2 separate regions of the Triticum aestivum genome follow, and region 1 is linked to region 2. A link is a contact called in public HiCAR-type data. All regions are on one chromosome and are shown on one strand. Each heading gives the region's core, a stretch centred on a gene start, on an enhancer-like site or on the middle of the called end of the contact. The rest is flanking DNA. Distances are from core to core; before and after follow the strand shown. Region 1 holds the start of LOC123046659. Region 2 holds the start of LOC123046629 (myosin-1).

Region 1 (4,944 bases), core at 2,319-4,818, 410 kb before region 2:
ACTTTCCCCCTCCGGCTCCTCTGCCCGAAAGCACGGAACGCCGGGGATACTTTCCCGGATGTTTCCCCTCTTCACTGGTATCACCTCATACCGCGTTAGAACACGTCTAGCTCTGCTTGTTGTCCTGTTATGCACTTGCTTGCTATGTATTTACTGTTTCTCCCCCCTCTTCTCTTCGGTAGACCCCGTGACGATGCTGATGCCCCTGTGGTCGACTACGTCACCGACGACCCCTCCTTCTTGTCTGAGCAACCAGGCAAGCCCCCCCCCTTGATCACCAGATATCGCCTATTCTCCTCTATACTGCTTGCATTAGAGTAGTGTAGCATGTTACTGCTTTCCGTTGATCCTATTCTGATGCATAGCCTGACATTGTTGCTACATCTGTTGATACCTTACCTGCAATCCTAAATGCTTAGTATAGGATGCTAGTTTATCATCATTGGCCCTACATTCTTGTCAGTCTGCCTTGCTATACTATCGGGCCGTGATCACTTGGGAGGTGATCACGGGTATATACTATACATACATACATACTATACAGATGGTGACTAAAGTCGGGTCAGCTCATTGAGTACCCGCAAGTGATTCTGATGAGGGGGCTGAAAGGACAGGTGGCTCCATCCCGGTAGAGGTGGGCCTGGGTTCCCGACGGCCCTCGACTGTTACTTTGTGGCGGAGCGACAGGGCAGGTTGAGACCACCTAGGAGAGAGGTGGGCCTGGCCCTGTTCGGCGTTCGCGGATACTTAACACGCTTAACGAGATCTTGGTATTTGATCTGAGTTGGCTACGAGCTTATACGCACTAACCATCTACGCGGGAGTAGTTATGGGTATCCCGACGTCGTGGTATCAGCCGAAGCACTTCAGACGTCAGCGACGGAGCGGCGCGCGCCGGATTGGACTGGAACGCCTGACTAGGGCTAGGTCTGCTTCCGGCCGCCCTCGCAACGTGCAGGTGTGCTATGGGCGATGGGCCCAGACCCCTGTGCGCTTAGGTTTAGACCGGCGTGCTGGCCTCTCTGTTTTGCCTAGGTGGGGCTGCGACGTGTTGATCTTCCGAGGCCGGGCATGACCCAGGAAAGTGTGTCCGGCCAAATGGGATCAAGCGTGCTGGGTAAGTTGGTGCACCCCTGCAGGGAAGTTAATCTATTCGAATAGCCGTGATCTTCGGTAACAGGACGACTTGGAGTTGTACCTTGACCTTATGACAACTAGAACCGGATACTTAATAAAACACACCCTTCCAAGTTCCACAGACAACCCGGTGATCGCTTTTCTACAGGGCGACGAGGAGAGGATCGCCGGGTAGGATTATGCTATGCGATGCTACTGGAGATGCTACTGGAGATGCTACTGGAGATGCTACTTGGAGATGCTACTTGGAGGACTTCAATCTACTCTCTTCTACATGCTGCAAGACGGAGGCTGCCAGAAGCGTAGTCTTCGATAGGACTAGCTATCCCCCTCTTATTCTGGCATTCTGCAGTTCAGTCCACTGATATGGCCCCTTACACATATACCCATGCATATGTAGTGTAGTTCCTTGCTTGCGAGTACTTTGGATGAGTACTCACGGTTGCTTTCTCCCCCTTTTTCCCCCTTTCCTTTCTTTCTGGTTGTCGCAACCAGATGCTGGAGTCCAGGAGCCAGACGCCACCGTCGACGACGACCCTACTACACTGGAGGTGCCTACTACTACGTGCAGCCCGCTGACGACGACCAGGAGTAGTTTAGGAGGATCCCAGGCAGGAGGCCTGCGCCTCTTTCGATCTGTATCCCAGTTTGTGCTAGCCTTCTTAAGGCAAACTTGTTTAACTTATGTCTGTACTCAGATATTGTTGCTTCCGCTGACTCGTCTATGATCGAGCACTTGTATTCGAGCCCTCGAGGCCCCTGGCTTGTATTATGATGCTTGTATGACTTATTTTATTTGTAGAGTTGTGTTGTGATATCTTCCCGTGAGTCCCTGATCTTGATCGTACACATTTGCGTGCATGATTAGTGTACGATTGAATCGGGGGCGTCACACCTCATCAACACAAAATACAGTGGAAAACTCTGCTAATTTACAGTGTAAGCCCTATGGTTAATTACAGTGAAAAACTCTGCTAATTTACAGTGTAAGCCCTATGGTTAATTACAGTGGAAAACTCTGCTAATTTACAGTGTAAGCCCTATGGTTAGTTACAGTGGAAAACTCTGCTAATTTACAGTGTAAGCCCTATGGTTAGTTGCAGTGTAAGCCATATGGTTAGTTACAGTGGAAAACTCTGCTAATTTACAGTGTAAGCACTATGGTTAGTTGCAGTGTAAGCCATATGGTTAATTACATTCCTCACCCACACAAATTACAGTGTAAAACTCCAGGGAAATACACTGAACTTCAAAAAATACATTACAAAAATTCATCGGGCATACAACTACATCAAAAGAAAACTAGGGGAAGTACAGTCTAAGTCAGAGATACATCAAATAAAAATTAAGAAAAAATACAATAGCAATCACACTAAGAAGAAAGGCAGTGCTACTACACATGCATAGTGAAGAACAAGAGGGGTATTATAGACTAGAACAGGGCCAAAGGATACAATATTTACAAAGGCCAAAGGATACAATACCCACACACTAATTAGGGAGAAAGTTGCACATCAACTATGACAACATAAACACTGGGCAAAATACTGCAAGGGGTACAATATTAACTAAAAAAGAAGAAAGTACAGCAAAGCTACATGAGGCACATAAGCAAGCAGTGAAGTTCTACAGCATAGAGATGCATATAGGTCAACTGCACAGAGATGAAGGTAGACAAAATGCACAGCAGAACTTCATGCGCATACCACTGCAGACCCTTGATCTTACATACACTTCCTATTATGGAGAAAACACTGAAAAACAAGCACGAAATTCAGGAAAATGCACAACAAAAGGAGCAAAATACATAGAGATGTTCAGTAAAACATCTGGGATGAACAACAACATGGTAGAAAACGAGACTAACATGACAAAATTCTGGGGCTACAAACAGGAACTATTCAGGGACAAGCTACGGGATCCGCCGCTAAAAACTAACGCCTACAACGCCTACCTCAACATCAACTGCAGGAAAACTAGCCTCTACGCCTACCTACACATCAACAACAAGAACCAAACAACCGCAGGGGGGAGGGATTTCGTGTGAGACCACAACAACAACACACGGGATCACGGCGAAAACTGCCCGTGGCGCACTGCAGGCTCCTACCAGAAATTCACGCGCACACCCCAAAGGCGACACCGCGACAGCAACATGCGCAGCCCGCGGATACGCGAAATCACCTAGATCTGAAACTACAAAGGCACAAAAACCACAGGCAAAAAGCGCGCGAGAGAGGGGACAACCAACCAGAGCAGCCGCGGACGACGAGAAACAAGAGGAAGAAGTCAGTATCCTGCCGTGGATGAGCTCGAAATCGCCATGAACACAAGGAATCGCCTTCCTCTCCTCCGCCGCTCGACCTCTCCCCTCTGCCTTATCGGAATGGAAATGGGGAACGACACCCTGCTCCTAAATTCAAAAACGACAAAAATGGGCGGAAACAAAAAAACCACGCCCGATAAAAAAAACCCGACCTAAAAACCGACACAAAGCAAACAAGACCGAGCATGAATCTCAAAGCGAGACCGAACGGACAGAGATTTGAATGTCAACGAATTGAAAAACAGTCGACTGTAAAATAGCAAATCCGTATTCATAACTCTGGATATGCAGGACTATAAATATTCTTCTTCGAGGAGGACCATACACATTCATAATAAACCTGGGAATAAGGTCATCCGTGTAGTGTAAAAACCGCTTTTATATTATGAGACGGAGGGAGTAGAACACAACTACACAAACTAATATTTTGTGGTTAATAGGGAAGGTCATCTTTAAGCATTCTTTTCGTGATGCAATTTTTGTCGCTCATGAGCTAGCTAAGTTCAATTTTTATAATAGGTGTGACGATAGTTGGGCCAATGAACCTTCGGGGTTTTTACTTAGCCAACTAGTAAACGATGTAATTGTTCCCCCCAAAAAATCATATTTTGTAAACTTTGGAGACAACCTCATATGGAAGAACAATTTCTTACAGTTCAAAAAAAAACAGGGCAGAGGCCCACAACAAAAATGAAATATACAAATTATGGGCCCAACTTGGAGGCAGCTGGTCTTACTAGGATACCACTATGGGGGCGCTTCCGGCACCCACGCGCCGGCGCTGGTGGGTTGGCCCATGTACACGTCGACATTTGAGAGAAAACAGAAAAAAATCACAAAGAACAAAAAAATTCTAGGTTTCAAAAAAATTCATGGATTTTCAGAAAAATCATGAACATGAAAAAAAGTTCATCAATTTGAAAAAATTAAGCATTTTTTTAAAGTTAACCGATTTTGAAAAAAACATCAAATTTGGAAAAAAAATCTTCGATTTTGAAAACAGTTCATTGATTTTGAAAAAAAGTTTATCAAATTTGAAAAAAGTTCAATGAATTTAAAGAAAAGTTAATGGATTTTGAAAAAAGTTCATGATTTTAAAAAATGTGCAATTTTTTTAAAAAAAATCATCGACTTGAAGAAAAATTTCACGTATTTGCAAGCAATTCATCGAACTATGAAGAAGAAAAGAAAATAATAATAAAAGAAGGAAAAAGTTGAATCTTACCGGATCCTTCTGGGTGGCACGGGGGTTACACCAGCATACTATATGCGGGAGGTTGCTTGTTCGAATCTCAATCGACGCGCTTGGTTTTGGGGATTAAAACACAGATAGATGGGCCGGCCAGTGCAGGGCGCTTCAGACGCTGGTTGTAAAATACACAGTAATTGACGCCTAAATCGTCAAAATAGGAATCGCCGACTATGGGCCTCCATGAGATTTTTATCAGATCTACTAGTCGGCCCATGTAGATCTATCAGTT
Region 2 (4,527 bases), core at 1,414-3,913:
TGAATTTGGATGATTTGGATGCCGAGGCAAGAATAATCATGCAAGCCGTCCGCTATAAGATGTTGGATCGGCAGAAAGATGAGTTGGAGGTAGCGTACGCGGCGGCGACGACACCTTGAGCGTGGAAGTTCGAACTACCGGCCTGGCAGGGCAGAAAATCTAATTTTCTGCACGGACTGCCAAACTGGTATTTTTTTGTGACTGGGCATGTAAAAATTACAACATACTTGCTTCTTTTTGTGTGTGATCGGGCATGTGATCTGACGTTGGTGTGACACGGCACGTGTATGGTTCAGATTTTAATTGAATTTCAAAAATTTCCTTTACTATCGGACATAGTGTTGGATGGCCGTCTCCGACATCAGTGTCCCTGAACGGGTCTTCTATCCACGGACAGATGTCATAGCAAATTTGCGCGTCAGCATGGAAGATGCCCTCAACCGATACTACTCATCGCATGTACAATGGTGGCATCACGTTGGTGCTGCCGCGTTGTCCACGTAGACGAAAGAAATAAATGAGGCTATAGGTTTGATTTTTAATCCCAACGCACTAACCTAGGATAACCACTCACTGGGGCCCACGTCCTCCCTGTGCAAGCTATTCTCTTCTCGATCCATCCATCTCTGTGTGCATTCTTCTCCAAATCTTCCCTACTTGTGATCGATTCAGCTATCCATCTGCCCCAAACTCACAGGAAATCTCCAATCCCGCTTCTGTCTAACAAATCGAGGTGAGATTTGGTGAAGCTCTTGTATTTCTCCACGCACGAAAATTCTATCCCTATTTTCAGATTTGATCGGTGCGGGACTCCCACATGGAAGAGCTCGATTTCCCAAATTGCCCTTGCTTTAGGTCGGCCGCAACCGCCATGTCCACAATCCTGAGCTTGCGCCGCTGGGCATGGTCGTGTATCCGAGCTCGTGGCCCTCCATGGTCGCGATCTCGAACCAGTTTCTTTCCTCCCCATTCCTCTTTCTCTCGCTTTTTCATCACTTTTCCCGCTTTTTCGCTCGAGGAAGCCGCCTCCTCTGCAGGAATCACCTGTCACCTTCAGGCTATAGCTTTACTGTCATGGTGGCATCCGAGCCTATTTGGCTGACGGGGCATTACCTTTGGGACGACGCGTTGGCCATGCCCTTAAGGAGAAGCGGCAACTAACTCAAAAAGAAAAAAGAAAAAAGAAGTGACGCAGAAACCGTTTGGACGGCGCCTACATACACGTGTACATGCAGTTTTGAATGGATCGAAACGAACAGAGACAAAATGAGGTGCCGTCATGTGGCGCAGAGAGACCCGTTCTTCCGAGCCGCACTTGACGACCCGCTCGTGTCCGCCCGATCCCCATCTTACGGCTGCTGTTCAAAACGGGACGAGACGTTGGTGCTAGACCTCATCCGGGTCTGGCTGCCGCGTAGTCATCAGGTCGGTATTTGTTTACGAGCCACTGCTACATTATCCGGTCACGTTTTTGCGTGCATTTCCTTTCCAGGCCTGCCAATTACGTCTGTGTCCTCAATGTAACTCTCAATATTAGGGGCCGAAAAGTCATTTCGCACTAACCGTTAGCAGCAGCTTGCGTGGTGGAGAGGTCTCTGGACCACTTGTCAGCGAGTGGTTGTGTGACCTTTTGTCGGTTTACCTCTGCAAAATCCGCTTTTCCTCTGACGTACGAGGCCACCTGTAAAGCGACACGCGCAATGCTGAATCAGTCCCTCAAACATAACGGGTCAAACAATGTGAAGATAACATTGACCAGGAGCTCGTGTAAACATCCGGAAGCAGTATGTTTTAAAATTTTGCCGACTTGTTATTTGAAATCGAGCACAACCAAGCATCCTGCAAGATGGAGAACCAGAGACCCCCTTAATTTCGTCCTTGTTCTAACTGTGTATGCATTCCTCGATTTTTTTTATTTCAACAATTTACAAATCCCTGTGCAAAGAATATTATACACAAAAGGCACATTTCGCACCAGCAATGTATGTATTCTTTCTCATGAAATATTAAAAACCTACTACTCCCTTCGTAAAGTAGTGATCTAAACGATCAAATATTAGTTTATAGAGGAAGTACTTTTTTCGAGAGGATTTAAATACCTGCCACTAGTACTACTACTAGTACTCATTTACGACTCCAGAAAAGAAAAGAAGAACCAGAAACCATATATAGAAACAAACATGCTTAACCACTGGTTTGGACTGAAGCATACGACAGCACTGTCCAAGAGGAAAAGTCAAGAGATGCCTTTCTTTTACCACGAGCACGGAGACACCTGTCCCCTGCATTTTTCCTCTCCCGTAGAATCGTCGTCGTCCCTGGTAATTCTTTCTTTTTGCGCATCGTCCCTGATAATTCTTTGAAACCTGAGGCCATCGTCGGCATTTTGGGTAGGGAACAACGGCCGGAGCCGTTAGCGCGCCGTCACCGCGAGGCAGGCCACCCGTTGCTGACTCCTATGCCAGCCACACTTTTTTCCCCTGGATCTGATGAATCCATCCTGATCCTGCCACCAGCAGCGGCCGAACTAGAATTATTGTGAGTGAGAGGAGGGCTTTGCCATGTGGCGGATTCAAAACCTTCCCCCCTCCACCCACCCGGCCACCCCCATTTAGATTTGAACATTTTTAAACCACCACCACCACGTAATTCGTCCCGGATACTAAAAGCGAGGTGCCTTAATTCCATTAAAATATTCCTCCCCCACTCTCTCTCTCCCTCCCTCTGGTGACTCTGTCCCTGTCGCTGGCTCTCTCACCCTTCCCCCGAGAGAAAGAGAGAGAGAGGGGAGGAGGCGTACGCGAGCTGCTGCGCCTGTGGAGGAGGAGCCACGGCCACGGGGTTGCGCATCTCCACGGCCACGGGGAGCTCGCGCGCGCTGCCATTCCTGAGGCCTCGGCGGTTTCCCAGATCGGCTGGTCCGGTGGTGTTTTTCTGCGGTTTTCTGTAGAATTTGGGAGTCGTTTGCTGGGCGCGGGGGATTGGATTGGCGCTGGGAGGAGGTTGGGCTGTGTGGATTTGAGGTGGTCAGCGCGGAGATCCCGTCGGAGGCGGGAGTTTTGGGGCTCTCCGCGAGGTGATCTCGGGCGCGCCGGCCGGCGATGGCGTCGGTGGAGGTGCGGTCCGTGCGCAAGTCCGCGGCGCTGCGCCCGCGCGGGCCCACCAAGGTGCAGCCCGCGCGGTCCATGTCGCTCGACTACAAGTACTCCGCCGCGCGTGCCGGCGTCGAAGCCGGCCCGGCGGCCAACGGCGTCGGGCGCCGGGCCGCTGCTGCGGCGGCGGACGAGGAAGGGGAGGCGGTGCCGCCCGAGAGAGACGCCGACTCTCCCTACAGCTCCAAGGCGACGACAACGGAGGAGGAGGAGAGTGCTGGGGGTGGCGGGGAGGTCGATTCGGCGTCCTCTGCAGCCGCAACGCTGCGGAGGCCGTCGCCGACGGCGGCTGCTGGCCCCTCACCACGCGACACCAGATGGGGTGACACCAGCTCCTACGGTGCTAAAAAGGTGGCTTTCCCCCTTCGTTTTTGCCCTTTCTGTTTTCCGACACTTCTGGAATGGCAGAATTTATATGGATAATGCTTAAAAGTTTTGTGGTTTCTGAATCTGTGAACTCCTATTATTCAGAGTTTTCTTTTTTGGTAGTTTGATTGAATTCCTGCATTAACCAGCTGTAGAGCCTATTTCCAGCAACCAGTAAACACAATTGTGAAGTGCTAGGCTGAGCTACATAGATACCAAGATGTAACTCCATTTCTACGTGCTTTAGAGCATCTACAACCGGACCCCCACTTCCCCCCCTAAACGTCCGAGCGGCAGCTCGGACACCTCAAACAGCCACCCACCCGGACCCCTCAAACCCAGCCCAAACGTCCAGGCTGTCCGACCCATTCGTGGGGCGGATTTAGGGCTGCCCGGACGTGTCTGCCATGTTGGATTTGGGGCTGCCCGGACGCGTCTGCCATGTTGGACCGGCCCATCCCGACCCCACAAAATCACCCCCTATCCCCACCCTGGAGCAAACCCTAGCCATTCTTCAGTCCACTCCACTTCCAGGTAGCCCCGCACCACCCCCGGTTCCTATCCGCACAGCTCCTGTCATCTCCGGCATGGCTAGCAGCGGTCTGAGTCCGCCCGGTCCGGATCCATCGACTGGTATCTGGCTGCCGGCTCGGGCAAGTTTGAAGTAGCCGTTTGTTTGGCTTGCGGTCCACCGTTTCCTGAGAGGGCGGCAGATCCACCAGCTGGGCGCCTTCTCTGCCACTCCGGATGGCATCCATTGGTGGCATTGCCTCAGGCGTAAGCTCGCATCGCCTGTTCGCACCGTTACCGCATCAGGCGTGCGCTGAGAGGAGGGCTGGCCAGCGTTGGATCCTTGTCCCTGCGGCATCGGACTCCGAGTCGGAGGTCAATGCGCAAGGCCAAGAGGTCGAGGGACGATCGTGCCCGCCGTGAAAGGGAGAAGGTGTGTTGCGTAACGGCGGCCGGCGACGAGGAAGCCCGTGCTCGGATCTGGGCCAAGAGGCGTGCC

Evidence for each region. HiCAR-type assays count read pairs that join an accessible place to other places.
Region 1: a HiCAR-type map of leaf shows a contact between it and region 2, with 7 times the contacts expected there. The contact joins the promoter of LOC123046659 here to the promoter of LOC123046629 in region 2. A contact is called at or near these places in 2 of 5 Hi-C or Micro-C datasets (leaf and an unstated tissue) and 1 of 1 datasets of contacts at active chromatin or transcription factors (leaf).

What each region holds. Positions count from the first base shown.
Region 1 is chr1A:294,276,188-294,281,131 of IWGSC CS RefSeq v2.1, reverse strand. It overlaps LOC123046659, which reads right to left and starts at 3,568. Exons shown (of 8, transcript XM_044470067.1): 1 at 3,389-3,568.
Region 2 is chr1A:293,866,184-293,870,710 of IWGSC CS RefSeq v2.1, reverse strand. LOC123046629 (myosin-1) reads left to right here and starts at 2,663. Exons shown (of 23, transcript XM_044470027.1): 1 at 2,663-3,503. The coding sequence starts at 3,102.